Regions from separate parts of the Mus musculus genome. Here region 2 is linked to region 1. The links are chromatin contacts, called in public Hi-C maps. All regions are on one chromosome and are shown on one strand. Each heading gives the region's core, a stretch centred on a gene start, on an enhancer-like site or on the middle of the called end of the contact. The rest is flanking DNA. Distances are from core to core; before and after follow the strand shown.

Region 1 (3,943 bases), core at 1,126-3,625:
TAGCATTGCATGAGCAATTAGGGGACTCTTCCTGGAGAAGACCACCTCTCCCACTCTAACACAGAAGGGGAAGTACAAGGGTCCTCCAAGGAAGGATCTGTTTCAGTGCCAATGAATGAATGTCAACCTGCTCCAATGTCCTCATAACAATGCCCTCATTTTATTTACAAGAACTATGTATTCTTATATGGGCTTTTTATAATTCTCATAAGCCATAAAGTCAGTCTGCTCCCCCCTCCTCTCCCCCAGGTTAACCAGGAAGTGGGACTTTCGGTTGTCAAGGCTATACCTCAAGTTTTTTCTCTTTGAATGCCTCTTAGGATGCCTTGTTCCTTTATCTCTCTAGGATCACTTCCTGCTTTTCTTTTCCATTAGCAAAAACAGACTTATGCCATCATCCCACGTACAGCATTACTCAGAGCCAAGTTCGGGATGCTGACCTCCTGGGATCCCATGTGCTACCAGATGCCAGGTCCCCTTGCCATTCATCAAAGTTGTTAGTGGACTCCTTGTGGGCAGCCAGTTAATTCTTTACTTTGCCTTCTCAAAAGCAATGCCCTTTAAAGGTAGTAAGAAATAATATTTTCCCACATAGGAAAAATAATCTTATTTTACTTTACAGCTTATTTTTAATATTACAAATTAAGAGTTTAAATCTGTACAGTTCTATCACTAGTCATATGACTATTGATTATTAAGCAATGATTTTTATAAGAAGAATGTTAGCGCTAAATACTAGCTTGACTTGATTGTCACACTTGGTAAGTAGAATCATTCACATTTGAATAGGGTAACCCAAAATGCCAAAGACTGTCATAGTAATGCAACTGATAACTTTACACAGTTAAGTATACTTAGTTCCACAGACAGTAGTGAATAACTGAATGAATAAAACGTATAAAGCGAATACATGTGAAAAAGGAATAAAAAGTAATAAAATACCACTGGGTTTGGAAATTCAGAAACTCTACCAATGCTTTAACATCTAAAAAAAGAAAAGACCTTTAAAAATTAACTCTACAAAGATGTTATCGCTTCTCCAAAAAAGGTCAGCCCTGTCCATTTGCTATGAAGACTACATTTTCCGTGTGCCATGCTCTTTTAGAGACAACTCCAAAAGCAGCATAGCATGCCAGGCATCTGTGCCCATTCTCTGCAAACACAGATCCTATTCTCTCTCGGGCCACCATTCACAACCGGCTGATACATGACTTCAGATGTCCCACAGAGGCTATCACAGAGCTTAACCAGTGAGAGCTTCCATTCAATCCACAATTTCACATCCTAGGCATCCATTATGTCCTATGTAACATATAAGATAAATAGCCATGCACGTGTAAGTACAGGAGACACCCTGCAAGTCCCCGTGTTACCTATTTCTGCTAACATACTGATGGGACAAGAGACAAAAAAAAGAGGACACACTCAGAGAAATAAACACCCCATGAAGCAACTCCGTGCCTCATCTAATGCATGTTTCTCAGGGGTCTTTTGTTACTCTGGAGCATATTGAATTATCCTTCCAATTACCTTGGCAACTAAAACAAGGGCCCCCTCACATGCTGCTGACTTTTAAATGGTTGCACTAACTCTCAGTAATAGATGATAATTAAGGCATCTTAATTATTAAGCGGGATTGAAAAGTGTTTTGTTGTTATTGTTGTTGCTAGTGGTGGTGGTGGTGGGGTGTGTGTGTGTATGTGTGTATGCCTTTTTTTTTTTTTAAATAAACCTCGCATTGCATCCTAAGCACAGAGGAATCCAATTATGAGCCAAATTCTTTCTCTACGTTTGATCAGCTGTTGTTTGGAGCTTTTTGTCTCTCAGACTGGTAGATAATTAGAGAAATTGCAACAACCTTGAAGACACGGAGTCTCATCCTTCCTGTCCTGTATTCTTAGTTATGAATGTAGCAGGATGCGAGGGTTGAAGGCAGCGTTATTAACCAGCTTACCTTGAGAACAATAGCAACATTAACAAAGAGGCTGTCCTAATAAAGGGGCTGTGCAGTCCGCTTAGGCAATGGAAAGTGTCCCTTTTATCGTGCCTAGCATAGCCTCAGCCAGAGGTTAAGCATTTTAAAGCAGGGATTAGCCAGAGAAGGAAGGAACAAAGCATTACTAGAAAGCAGAAAGTCTCCCCAGCACCAGCCTTCTCTGCTTCTTTCTTTAAAATCATAGGGGCTTAATGTAAAAGAACCAGTACCTTCAAGTGAGCACATTCCAGCACAAGGAGGGTTGTCGTGGCAGCTGCTATGCAGAATGAGTTGCTTGGGCATCTATCCCTCTCTTCTTAGATACGGGGGTGCTGCTCGCTGGCTAAGAAGCCTTTGCAACAAACGTCTATGCGTTGTTCATCCGCAACTGAAGGAGGCTAAGCAGCTGGGTTTGGTGCTGCTCGCCTGCAGGCGTTGGATCTTTAGACCCTCTTCATCTGATTGGCTGCCTCTTCGTCTCAGCGCACTCCTCTGCCTTAACCTTTGCCTACGCTCAATATTTCCCCTAGGGATACAGTCAGAGAATTGCCCATTAGGGAATCTGTGCCAGGTTAAGTTGAGCGAGTTTAAAGGACCAGTGATGTGATTCTCTATAATTGTGTCTACGCTTAATTTCCCAGTGTTCTGGGTAATCTACCTACCTGGGAGATGTGAGTATAATGTAGCAGGGGCGGTTTTATGTTTCCTCCCTGAAAACGTCACGAGGCTAACACCTGCATGGCATGCACTGAAGTGATCAGGTGGCTCTTAGTAGCACAGCTTGTCTGGATAATCAACCTTAAATCCGAACAGATGGGGATGACAGGAAATATTAAGAAGGTTATTAAAAATGCCAGGAGATGCAGTTGGATAACCGCACAGAAGTCATCTCAAGAATGTGTTATGAATCGCTTACATGAAAGGTCTTTACAATATCATTTATTTTACAAAGTACTGATATAAAAAAACATAAAAATCTACGATAAAAGAACTTAAGCCTTTATCAAGGTATCTAGAAAAAAATGTAACCAAAAAACCAACTTTACTTTCTGAAACTACTAAACCCAAGAAAAGAACCAAAAAGTATACCTTTGACAGCCTTACATATACTGGGTATGAATTGGTCAAGAGCTTCAGGTATTTAAACATAATAATCTATATGTAAATTTATATATATTACATATTTATACTATATATTATATATAGATACACATATGTGTATATATGATATACCTATGTTATATATGTGTGTTACATAAACATGCATATATATATATAAATGAACACACACATCACATAAAAGGCTTTAGAATGAAGATAGTGAATTGGCCACACACATTTAAAATTTTCTCTTTCAAAACATCACCAAACTGATCACAAAGTTTTGACTTTGAAAACCTTTATTTACAAGGTCAAAAATCACGAGAAAAATAGTAACCACATTTAGAAAAGCAGGAAGCAGATAGTCAGGTGGTTAGAAGATTAAGATTACACTCCATCTTCAACCAGCAAAGGGCAATCAAGAAGCAATGATATTTACACATTTACAGCTACCAGTGCTCCTCCTCCCCGTAAGCCTTGACTCAAGGCACATTTGAGCTGTGGACAGAGGGACGAAGGTGGGGCCACATTACAGTAAATGAAGCTCAGGTGTGGCAGCAGAGCCCTGTTATACCAGCCTCCAAGAGGCAGGCGGCTGAAGGTCCACATTTGGGGCCAGCATTGGCTGCAATAGAAGGTTCCAGGTTAGCTTGGGCTACATAATGAGAGCTTGTCTCCCCAAACAAAAAACCAAAGGCACAGACACAGACACAGACACACACACAGACACACACACACACACACACACACACACACACACACACACACACACACACCCTAAGAACAGCTGGTGGTTTGACTGTCTACTCCATAAATGAGAACACCAACGCCTTATTCTCTGCAGAGATTGAAACAGAAGGTCTCTGG
Region 2 (3,819 bases), core at 723-3,222, 50 kb before region 1:
CCAACTTTATGTTATCTGCCTCTTGCAAAAAAATGCATAAAACATTTTATTCTTATTTTTGGATCAGCAACCCTAATGAAGCAGCATACACTGGAACATTCGGTTGCTAAAAGAAATGAATTGTGACTACAGAAGAATCAGGATTGAAAGGAAATGGAGAGCCACAGGAAACCTTGACTTTATCTGTCAAGTAGGACTGTGCCATCCATCCTTAACAGGCAAAGCTGAGCCATGATCGCAAATGTCTATTCGAACAGCTCTGTAACATTTCTTTTTAACTAAAGCCTTCATGTAATTAAGAAAGATTTTGATTGTATACTGATATTAATAGCAATGTCATTTATCACTGATGAAAAATGGAAGCAACCCAGTGTCCACTGAGAGATGAGTCAGCTATTCTGGTGGCAATATGCATATACATAAATATGTAAATGCACTAATACTATAAATATTCATAACTATGCATATTCATGGGTGGATATTCAGCCTTCCAAAGGGGAATCCGTTGTGACATGTGCTACTGACATGGTTGAATCTTGAGCAACTTAAGCCAGTCACACAAGAACAAATATTGCATCATTCCAGGTATACCCGGTACTCGGAGTAGTCAAATGCTAGAGACAGAAGAGTTGGAAGGTAGGAGCAAAGACATGCAATATTTAGTGGAACTAGAATGTGAGTTTGGGAACATAAAGGGCGCTGGAGACAGATGGTGCTGAGTCACTAGTGTGAATGTCTCATACCAGTGGAAGTATGGTTACCATGGTTAATTTTTATATAGTTTATAGTTCCCCACGATCTAAAAGGAGAAAGAGCGAGGATGTGAAAGGACAATTACAGCATCCAAAAGCAAGAATGAGGGAAATTCCTAACACATTCTTTCTGGCCCAGATATCTTGACAAGTTGATATTTTGAGCTAATAACACATATCAGTTCCTGGCCTTGTGACCAATATTAAGCGTGGAGCTGCCAAGAAGTGACAACATGACCATCTTGGGTTTTCAAAGGATGTTGGATGTGGAGGGACAGGAACAAAAGGATCAGGATTCACAGATTAGAAGGAACCGAGGTTTCTGTGCATCATGAGGAAAGGGGATGCAGAGGAAAACAGCTGGACCTAGGATGTGGCTTCCTAGGGCTGCCCTGTCCTCAGATGATAGAGGCTGATGCCAAGAACAGCTTGCTTGAATCTGGATGGACAGGTTGGAAAACACCAGAGGCAGCAACCACTTCCACATGGAGGATGAAGTGCTAGAGGCTGAGGTTGATGATGGCACAGATCCACCAACAGGGCTGATGTTCAGGAGTCTTCAGTGTTCTCACTGATACTAAGAGATTGGATCCACTTGGTACCACTTGGTACCATCTTCATAGATGTCAAGTCAGGGCTTGGCTGAATCATGGAAGTGTTCCTATTTTTAAACGGCTAAAAAAGCACGGGGACATATTAAAGTAGAAAATACAAGACAGATCGGAGCAAAAGGACCAATGCAGAAGAAAATGTTGGCACGAGGTGTTGGAGAAGTGGGAGCAATCCTTGCCAACTGCTTCAGGCTGCTCGTGTATTTGCATAACATTTAAATTGAAGCCTAACTAATTTTCCAACAAAGCACTTGGCTCCAAATGTAAAATTTATGATGAATTAGTCTTTTAAAAATTAAAAGATGGTTTTCTTGTCTATGCATAATCTGTATATGTCTGTTCTTTTTTAATTATTATTATTATTATTATTTTAATTTCATGAATGGCTTTAACCTTGGGCATTTCTGTCTATACTCATTAAAGCACATATTGTGCTGGAGACTTGACCAAGAGCATCGCAAGTGTGCAGATGTCTTACCATGCAAGGCACCAATTTCCCCCTTTAATTATTTCCCTGTCAGAATCAATCTCTCTCTAGGGTCTGCTTTTGATGCTCAGCCAATCAGTCTCATTGTGCTGACACAGTCCAGCTGATGCCAAACAGGACTGCTGCTGAGGTCCCCATTAAGGGAACAAAACACACAGTCATCCCAGAAATGGCACCCTGCTGCCACAGCATGCATCACCAGGACTCGAAAATCACCAACTGCCAGGGAATGAAGGGGGCCTGGAGACTACCTCCTGCCAGTCTAGCATCTGCCTGAAGAAGAGACAAGAGGACAGTGATCATTTGGTGAGCTAGGAAGAGACCCGAGATCTATATACGCCTCCTAATTCCCATAACTCCCTTCAGCTCTCTCCATATCCTCTCATCACACCCCTCCCAACTACTACTCTTTTTTTTTTTTAATAACTCACTATGTCTAATTAGTGCTGTTCATACTTTCATGGATGTGGGACCATCCACTGAACCATGGGATACCCGCTAATGATCACACCCTCAAAGAAGAATGGTTCTCCGTCTGCCATTAGCTATAAACTGCTAATAGCTCCTTAGTGAGTGGTAGGGTCTAGAGAACACCTCTGACTAACAACATCTGCTTTCCTTGCTGTAAAGTGATATCTTCATTGTAGACTTGATAGAATGTGACTTAGTTGTGGGCTCTCAAAAATCGAAGATCCAGAAAAGAAGAGCGAATGTGGGCGATAGGTTATCTTTTTCCCCCCATTATTATTTTTTCCATACTTGTAGATTTTTTACATAGTTTCTTTACTTATATTTCAAATGTTATTCCCTTTCCTAGTTTCCCCTCCGAAAATCTCCTATCCCCTCTCCCCCTCCCCCTGCTCCCCAACCCACCCACTCCTGCTTCCTGGCCCTGGCATTCCCCTATAGTGGGGCATAGAACCTTCACAGGACCTAGAGGGCCTCTTCTCCCATTGATGACCGACTAGGCCATTCTCTGCTACATATGCAGCTAGAACCATGAGTCCCATCATGTGTTTTCTTTGGTTGGTGGTTTAGTCCAAGGGAGCTCTGGGGGGTACTGGTTAGTTCATATTGATGTTCCTCTTATGGGGCTACAAACCCCTTTCTCTAGCTCCTTCATTGGGGACCCTGTGGTTCATCCAATGGATGACTGTGAGCATCCACCTCTGTATTTGTCAGGCACTGGCAGAGCCTCTCAGACACTATTGCGGATGTCAACAAGAGCTAGCTGACAGGAGCCTGATAAGGCAATAGGGTTATCTATAGACCAAATTCCTCTGTCTTAAAACTAGCTCTTGTGAGTGACAGGTCCAATGCGGCAAAGGCAACTAACCAAGGTCCAAGTTCAGAAGTTGTCTTGGATGCACAGTGTCTTCTGAACTCATTGCTTGTGTCTGAGCAATTCCCTTCCATATGAACTCTGCTCCATTGAAGTATCCCAAGAGAACACATGGTCAGGCACAGCTGCACACAGTCTCAGCCCGTGCAGCGATTTCAGACTTTCAGTGGGAAGAGTAAATCAGTGGCCATGGCATGACATCTATATTCCAAGTTGCACTGATCTTGGGGTCAGGATAACATCCTTTGTTCAAGCTGGGAGCCCCAATACTCTCGTCCTAGGTCCTTGTCACTTGCCTGCTTTGTGATCAGATCTTAACGTTCACATTCCCAGACCATACGAGGACCATGACTGGCACAGATAAGACAGCATAGAATGAAAGCCACCTCAACAATCTTTCCTAATAGCAAAATATCTGTGGTGTGTGTGTGTGTGTGTGTGTGTGTGTGTGTGTGTGTGCGTGTATGTGTGAGTGTATGTGTGTGTGAGTGTGTGTGTGTGTGTGTGCGTGTATGTGTGTGTGTGTGTGTGTGTGCGTGTATGTGTGTGTGAGTGTATGTGTGTGTGAGTGTGTGTGTGTGTGTGTGTGCGTGTATGTGTGAGTGTATGTGTGTGTGAGTGTGTGTG

What was found. Hi-C and Micro-C count contacts between places; a contact is called where the count stands out from the background.
Region 2: a contact with region 1 is called in a Hi-C map of cerebral cortex, with 5 times the contacts expected there. The contact joins the enhancer-like site here to the promoter of Sorbs2 in region 1. A contact is called at or near these places in 6 of 484 Hi-C or Micro-C datasets (cardiomyocytes, cerebral cortex, cortical neurons and 2 more), 2 of 115 datasets of contacts at active chromatin or transcription factors (craniofacial prominence and embryonic stem cells) and 3 of 9 other capture datasets (adipose tissue, liver and pancreatic islet).

Annotation. Positions count from the first base shown.
Region 1 is chr8:45,506,220-45,510,162 of GRCm38.p6, reverse strand. It overlaps Sorbs2 (sorbin and SH3 domain containing 2), which reads right to left and starts at 2,375. Exons shown (of 24, transcript NM_001205219.1): 1 at 2,206-2,375.
Region 2 is chr8:45,556,299-45,560,117 of GRCm38.p6, reverse strand. All of the region lies in intron 1 of Sorbs2 (sorbin and SH3 domain containing 2), which reads right to left. Among named protein-coding and RNA genes, the nearest start is that of Gm16351, 47 kb to the left of the region's middle. Within about 2 kb of position 1,972, at least 36 of the 459 cell types and tissues checked have an H3K27ac peak or open chromatin away from gene starts, as enhancers often do. A contact at or near this core is called in cerebral cortex, cortical neurons and forebrain, where this site is marked.